2 separate regions of the Anas platyrhynchos genome follow, and region 2 is linked to region 1. The links are chromatin contacts, called in public Hi-C maps. All regions are on one chromosome and are shown on one strand. Each heading gives the region's core, a stretch centred on a gene start, on an enhancer-like site or on the middle of the called end of the contact. The rest is flanking DNA. Distances are from core to core; before and after follow the strand shown.

What was found. Hi-C and Micro-C count contacts between places; a contact is called where the count stands out from the background.
Region 2: a contact with region 1 is called in a Hi-C map of skeletal muscle, with 2.6 times the contacts expected there. The contact joins the promoter of RNF130 here to the promoter of MAML1 in region 1. A contact is called at or near these places in 3 of 8 Hi-C or Micro-C datasets (liver, skeletal muscle and subcutaneous adipose tissue).

The regions. Positions count from the first base shown.
Region 1 is chr14:5,454,077-5,456,757 of IASCAAS_PekinDuck_T2T, forward strand. It overlaps MAML1 (mastermind like transcriptional coactivator 1), which reads left to right and starts at 1,355. Exons shown (of 5, transcript XM_072023554.1): 1 at 1,355-2,137. The coding sequence starts at 1,751.
Region 2 is chr14:5,620,510-5,623,190 of IASCAAS_PekinDuck_T2T, forward strand. RNF130 (ring finger protein 130) reads right to left here and starts at 1,316. Exons shown (of 9, transcript XM_027468578.3): 1 at 920-1,316; 2 at 575-839. The coding sequence starts at 1,006. FLT4 (fms related receptor tyrosine kinase 4) reads right to left here. Exons shown (of 30, transcript XM_072023398.1): 30 at 1,077-2,681.

The DNA of each region.
Region 1 (2,681 bases), core at 105-2,604:
ACTCAGTCCTTTGAGATGAAGTATATGTAAATGGTTTCAATTCAGCTAACATCTTGGGCACAATGTAAATCTATTAATCCAATGTTTTTTATCTTAATATGCAAATTGCCTTAAATTCCTGAACAATTCATGTGCATACATGTTCTTTCCAAGCATCAAAAAGGAACTTAAGATCAGCTATCAGCTTCTAACTAGCACTATATTACGGTGAAATGTAAATCTACATTTGCTTCTGCTAAATCTCCTTAAGAGGTCTCCTGTCTGCATGTTACGGCTTTTTTTTTTTTGATACCATAGTGTATGCTTAAATAATCACTACAATAAATTATGACTTTCCAAAATGGATAGACAACTCAAAAGTTACTTCTTATCTTGCCTTCTCACTTGGGTGGCTCAGTTTAACTTCAGAATTGCTTTTAAAGCCTTGAAGGAAAGAAAATTGTCTGTTTATCCTGACTTAAATGCAAGTACAGCTGTGTTCTCCTTGTAGTGTAGCTCTGCCTGGTGGTGATCCGTCGACTAGGATTGAAATTGGTTCAAATATGTGAAGGTACGCTTGGGTTGGGTGTCTGTGAGCAACTTCAGTGAGAGATGCCAATTTAAGGGGGGGGTGAAGGAGGGTGAGGTGAGGTGCTTCAGCTAAATGGGGGGGGCTGGAAGAGTAGAAGAGGCTGAAGTTTGTTTCTTTTCTCCCAGCAGTTGATCAGGCTGCAGGTAACCTGCTGTAGAAGTGTTATTATGTGGGAGCTGTAACTCGTAATTCACAATAATTCATCAGGGACTACTGAAAGGTACTGAGGTTGTCTGATTTAGGGCTGGTTCCTGGTACCAGGTGGGGTTAGAGGGAAGTGCTGAGGGCTGCCAGAGCTCATCCTCGGCCTCTCCCTCCCTGCCTGTCCCTATAGGAGCGGGGCTGGGACTCTCCCTGTGCCTCCTGTCAGAGCTGCGCCTTTCCTGGGCTTATTTATTTGTGGCCGCACTGCGCCTTTCCAACTACTTGCGGCTGCACTGTGCACTTACACACGAAGAGCATGTTTAAAAAATTATATATATAATAAAAAATTAACCCGATTTTGCCTTCCGTTGTCTAATTAATGCCCTCCGGGGGCGGGCAGCTCGCCCCGAGCCCTCACCTCAGGGGCCCCTCAGGAGCCGCCCCGCGGGGCGGGCAGCCCGGAGCCCCGCCCACCTGTCAATCACCCCGAAAGCCCCGCCCCTTTCATCAGTCTCCTCCCCTCTCCCTGCCTTTTAAACCCTCAGCCGGCCGCTCTCCCCCCACCCCTTCCCTCCCCTCTCCCTATTGGCCGCTCGCCCTGTCCATCACTCCGCGGGGCCGCGTGACGTCCCCCCGCCACCCAGGAAGCCCCGCCTCCTGCTCCTCCGCTCGGCTCTGGAGGGGGAAAAAAACAATTTCAAGATGGCGGCGGCGGCGCGGCTAACAATGGGGGCTCGGGGCTCGCCGCCCGCCCGCGCCTGAGAGCGGCGCCCGCCGGGCAGCGCCGGGCCGGGAGCGGAGGGAGCCGAGCGAGCTCCGGCCGGAGGAGCAGCGGGGGCAGGGCTGAGGGAGAAGGGAGCGAGCGGAGCGGCTGCGGGGCAGAAGGAGGAAGTGGGGCGGGGGGGGGGAGCCGGAGGGGCGCCGAGGAAGAGGAGGAGGAGGAGGAGGAGAGGGGGGAGGAAGGGCGGCTGAGGGGCAGCCCCGCTATGGCGAGGAGCCGCTGAGCGGCGGCCGCTCTCCTCCCCCTCCCGGCCCATGGTGCTGCCGCCCTGCCCCATGGCGGAGTTCGTGGTGCCGCGGCACAGCGCGGTGATGGAGCGGCTCCGGCGCCGCATCGAGCTCTGCCGGCGGCACCACAGCGCCTGCGAGTCCCGCTACCAGGCCGTGTCCCCGGAGCGCCTGGAGCTGGAGCGCCAGCAGACCTTCGCCCTGCACCAGCGCTGCCTGCAGGCCAAGGCCAAGCGGGCCGGCAAGCACCGGCAGCCGCCCCCGGCCCCGCCGCCGCCCGCTCCCCCCCCGCCGCCGCTGCCTCAGCCGCCTCCTCCCGCCGCGGGGGGCAGCGCCGACAGGAGCGGGGCCAACGGGCTGGACGCTGAGGGGGCGAGCGGGGAGCAGCACGGCCGCAGCAGCACGCTGATCGCGGTAAGGGGACCATAGGGGATCGGGGGGGACCGGGGAGGACCGGGGGGTGGGTGCCCGGCCGGCAGCGAGCCCCCCTCTGGGAGCTGCCGGTGGCTGTGGTGCCGCTTGATTCCCTGCTGGAAGGGTGCTCAGAGGAGCTGCTGGGGGGAAAAGAGGGTTAAGGGATTGCCTGTTGGTCCCTACAGGCAGTGGTTGTGGTCCTTCTTGGGGCTGCGCGGCTCGGTGAGGTGTATGGTGAGGGGTTTCACCCAAAATGGCCCTGCGGAGTCTGTCAGGGGTGCCTTGGTGCTGAGGAGGCTTCGGGGGGTGTTTTTTGTCGGCTTGTGCCTTCGTATGCTCTGTCAGGGTTGAATCCGGTCGCTCGTTAAGGGTGCTTGATACGGGTACGCTTATTACCGTGGATAAATTGAAAAATAAAGAGTTTTGCTGCATCTTGGAAGGAGCTCCAGTTGAAGTCGGAAGGCAGCTGCTTATTTGCTGCTCGCTGCAGTGGGTGTGAACGCGATGGGAATCCCACTCCACCCAGCAAAAAACTGGCTTAGCT
Region 2 (2,681 bases), core at 66-2,565, 170 kb after region 1:
GATGGTCTGGCAAGGAGTGGGGACCCCTGGCAGCATCGGGGACCCCTGGCAGAACTAGCGGGGACCCCAGCAGAGGCAGTGACCCCCGGGCAGCATCAGGGACCCCCGACAGGAGCAATGGGGACCCCTGAGCAGCATCATGGACCCCTGGAAGAAGTAGAAGGGACCCCTAGCCGAGCAGGGACCCCTGGGCAGCATTGGGGACCCCAGACAGGAGCAATGGGAGCCCCCAGCAGCATCAGGAACCCCAGACAGGCGCAGCGGGGACCCCTGAGCACCATCAGAGACCCCTGACAAGTGCAGTGGGGATCCCCAGCGGAGGCAGAGACCCCCAAGCAGCATCAGGGACCCCTGACAAGTACAGCGGGGACCCCCAGCAGCAATAGGGACCCTCGATAGGAGCAGCGAGGACCCCCAGCACCACCGGAGACCCCTGATAAGCACAGTGGGGACCCCCAGCAGCACTGGGGACCCCTGCCAAGTACAGGGGGGACCCCCATGACCACCGGGGACCCCCAGCATCAGCATGAACCCCCCACCATCTCTCCCCCCCCCCTTCTCCTCAGCCCATTACCTCCGTTGATGGGCACGGGAGCCACCAGCAGGCCCTTGACCTCCACCTTGGGGGAATCCTGCCCGTAGCGGCCTCGGTCGATGCGGAGCAGCGTGGGGCCGCCCCGCTCGGGGCTCAGCACCGTCACGTTGATGAGGGCGGTGTAATAAGCCTGGCTGGCGTTATCGGCTCCGGCCGGCCACAGCCAGCAGTGCCACAGCAGCAGCAGCAGCACCGAGGAGCCGCCGGGCGGGGGCCGCCGGCCCCGCCGCGGCTTCATCATCGCCTCAGGGGGAACCCAAGCGGCCCTCACGGCTGGCTCGGGGCCGGGCCCCCCGCTCCTGTAGGGCACGGGGGGGGGGGAACGAGGCGCCTTAGCCCATCTGCCGGCCCGGGGAGGGAGCCGGAGCGAAAGCAGGCGGCGGGAGGGGGGGGAGGAGAGCGCGGGCTCATGCCATGGGAGGAGCCAGGGAGGTGGCGGCGGGTCCCGCAGCGCTGAGGGGATATTTGGGGGCTGTTTGGGGGGGAGGGGGGGGTTAGGGGCGAGCCCCGCTCCGCCGGCCCCGCAGCTCAGGGCGCCGCGCTCATGCCTCCGCCACCGGGGATGAAGAGGAGGAGGAGAAGGAGGCGGCTTTCAGCAGGCAGGGTCTCGGGTGAGTGAGGCGGGCGGCTCGCCCCGCTGCTGGCCCCGCGGCTGCCGCCCCATTGCCCGGCCCCGCTCCGCTCCGCGCCCGCCCCGCTCCGTGCCCGGCGCCCCGACTGCAGCCCGGCACCGGCCGCACTGCGCACGCGCGCTACGCCCCGCCCGGCGCCACGAGGGCGAGGGGAGGGGCGTGTGGAAGCCACGCCCCCTCCCTGTCTCAGATGGAGGGTGGGTGGGGCTACGGGCGGGGTGACGTCACGCGGGCTCTGAGGGGCTGTGGGGGCTGCCCCCGGCTCCTCAGCGCCGCTGCCCGGCCTCGGAGCGGTCGAAAATAAGCACGGGGAGGGTTAAAAGCACGCGTGGGTGGGAGGGGGAGATGGAGGTGGGAAGGGCTGTGGGCAGCTCGGCCCCTTGCCCAGCACGGGGTTTGTTTTTTGCTGTGCTGAAATGGGGAGGCCGCACCAGCACTGAAATGTGAATAAACGCAAATCACGTGAAACGCTGAAAAGCAGGACCTGAGGAATCGATCTCTCATTTACAAAGGCTTTGAGCCTCTTCATGACCAGAAAAGTAGTGAAATAGCGTGATGGCCTGCTCTGCGTTTGAAAGGCAAATTATCTGGGTATTTATGGCAAGGAAAAGTACCGCAGGGTTGTGGGTTTGGGTATTTTGTAAATTTCCAAACGAGTAACTGTGCTGTGCTGCTGTTCTTCTGAGATACTGTCTCCCTGGTGACTTCCCCAGCTGCTCTGCGAGGCCCTCTGATAAGCATTGTGCTTAACCTAAGCATCTTCGCAAACTGTTCTCTGGGAAGGTTTTGCGGTTTATCCACTCGTGATGCACCTAGTCACGTGTATGTATGATAACACACTAAAAGCACATTCTATATATCACATTTAGCTGCAATTGTGGGTCTAAGCCTTCCCTCAGAGAGCCCCATGTCGTTCCCAAGGAAGGCAGGAGGCTTTGCAAGCCCGTCTCTGAGCAGAGGGGAGCCGCGGGGTCTGCTAAAGGCACGCAGCTTGTGGCGCTGAGATGCTGTCTATGAAAAGCTCCACAGAAATGTCAATACAATCCAGGAAATGTTTCTGAAGCATCAGCTGAATGTTCTGTTTCTGCTTTTTTTTTTTTTTTCCTCTCTCTTTTTTTTTTTTTTCCTCATTCTTGGTTAATGCTGGATGAGGAATCAAAGGCCAGTAAGACCCCTCAACACTTCACCAAGCCTTTCACCCCCAGATGCAAGAGTCAGGACAAACTGATACTGCTCCATGCAGACCACGGTCCCAAGCCGCCATTCCTGCAGAGCAGACAGTAGTTTGATTTTTCAGCACTACGAGCTCAACATCCAACCTCCCCACTTCCCTTTTCTAATCACAAGAAAGGGCTGCTTTGCATTCTGCTTTGTCCCGTTTTGTGCAGTCTGTTTCTGCCCCACGCAACCTGCACGGCCATAAGTGCTTCTCAGTGCCTGCCCACAGCCCGGCC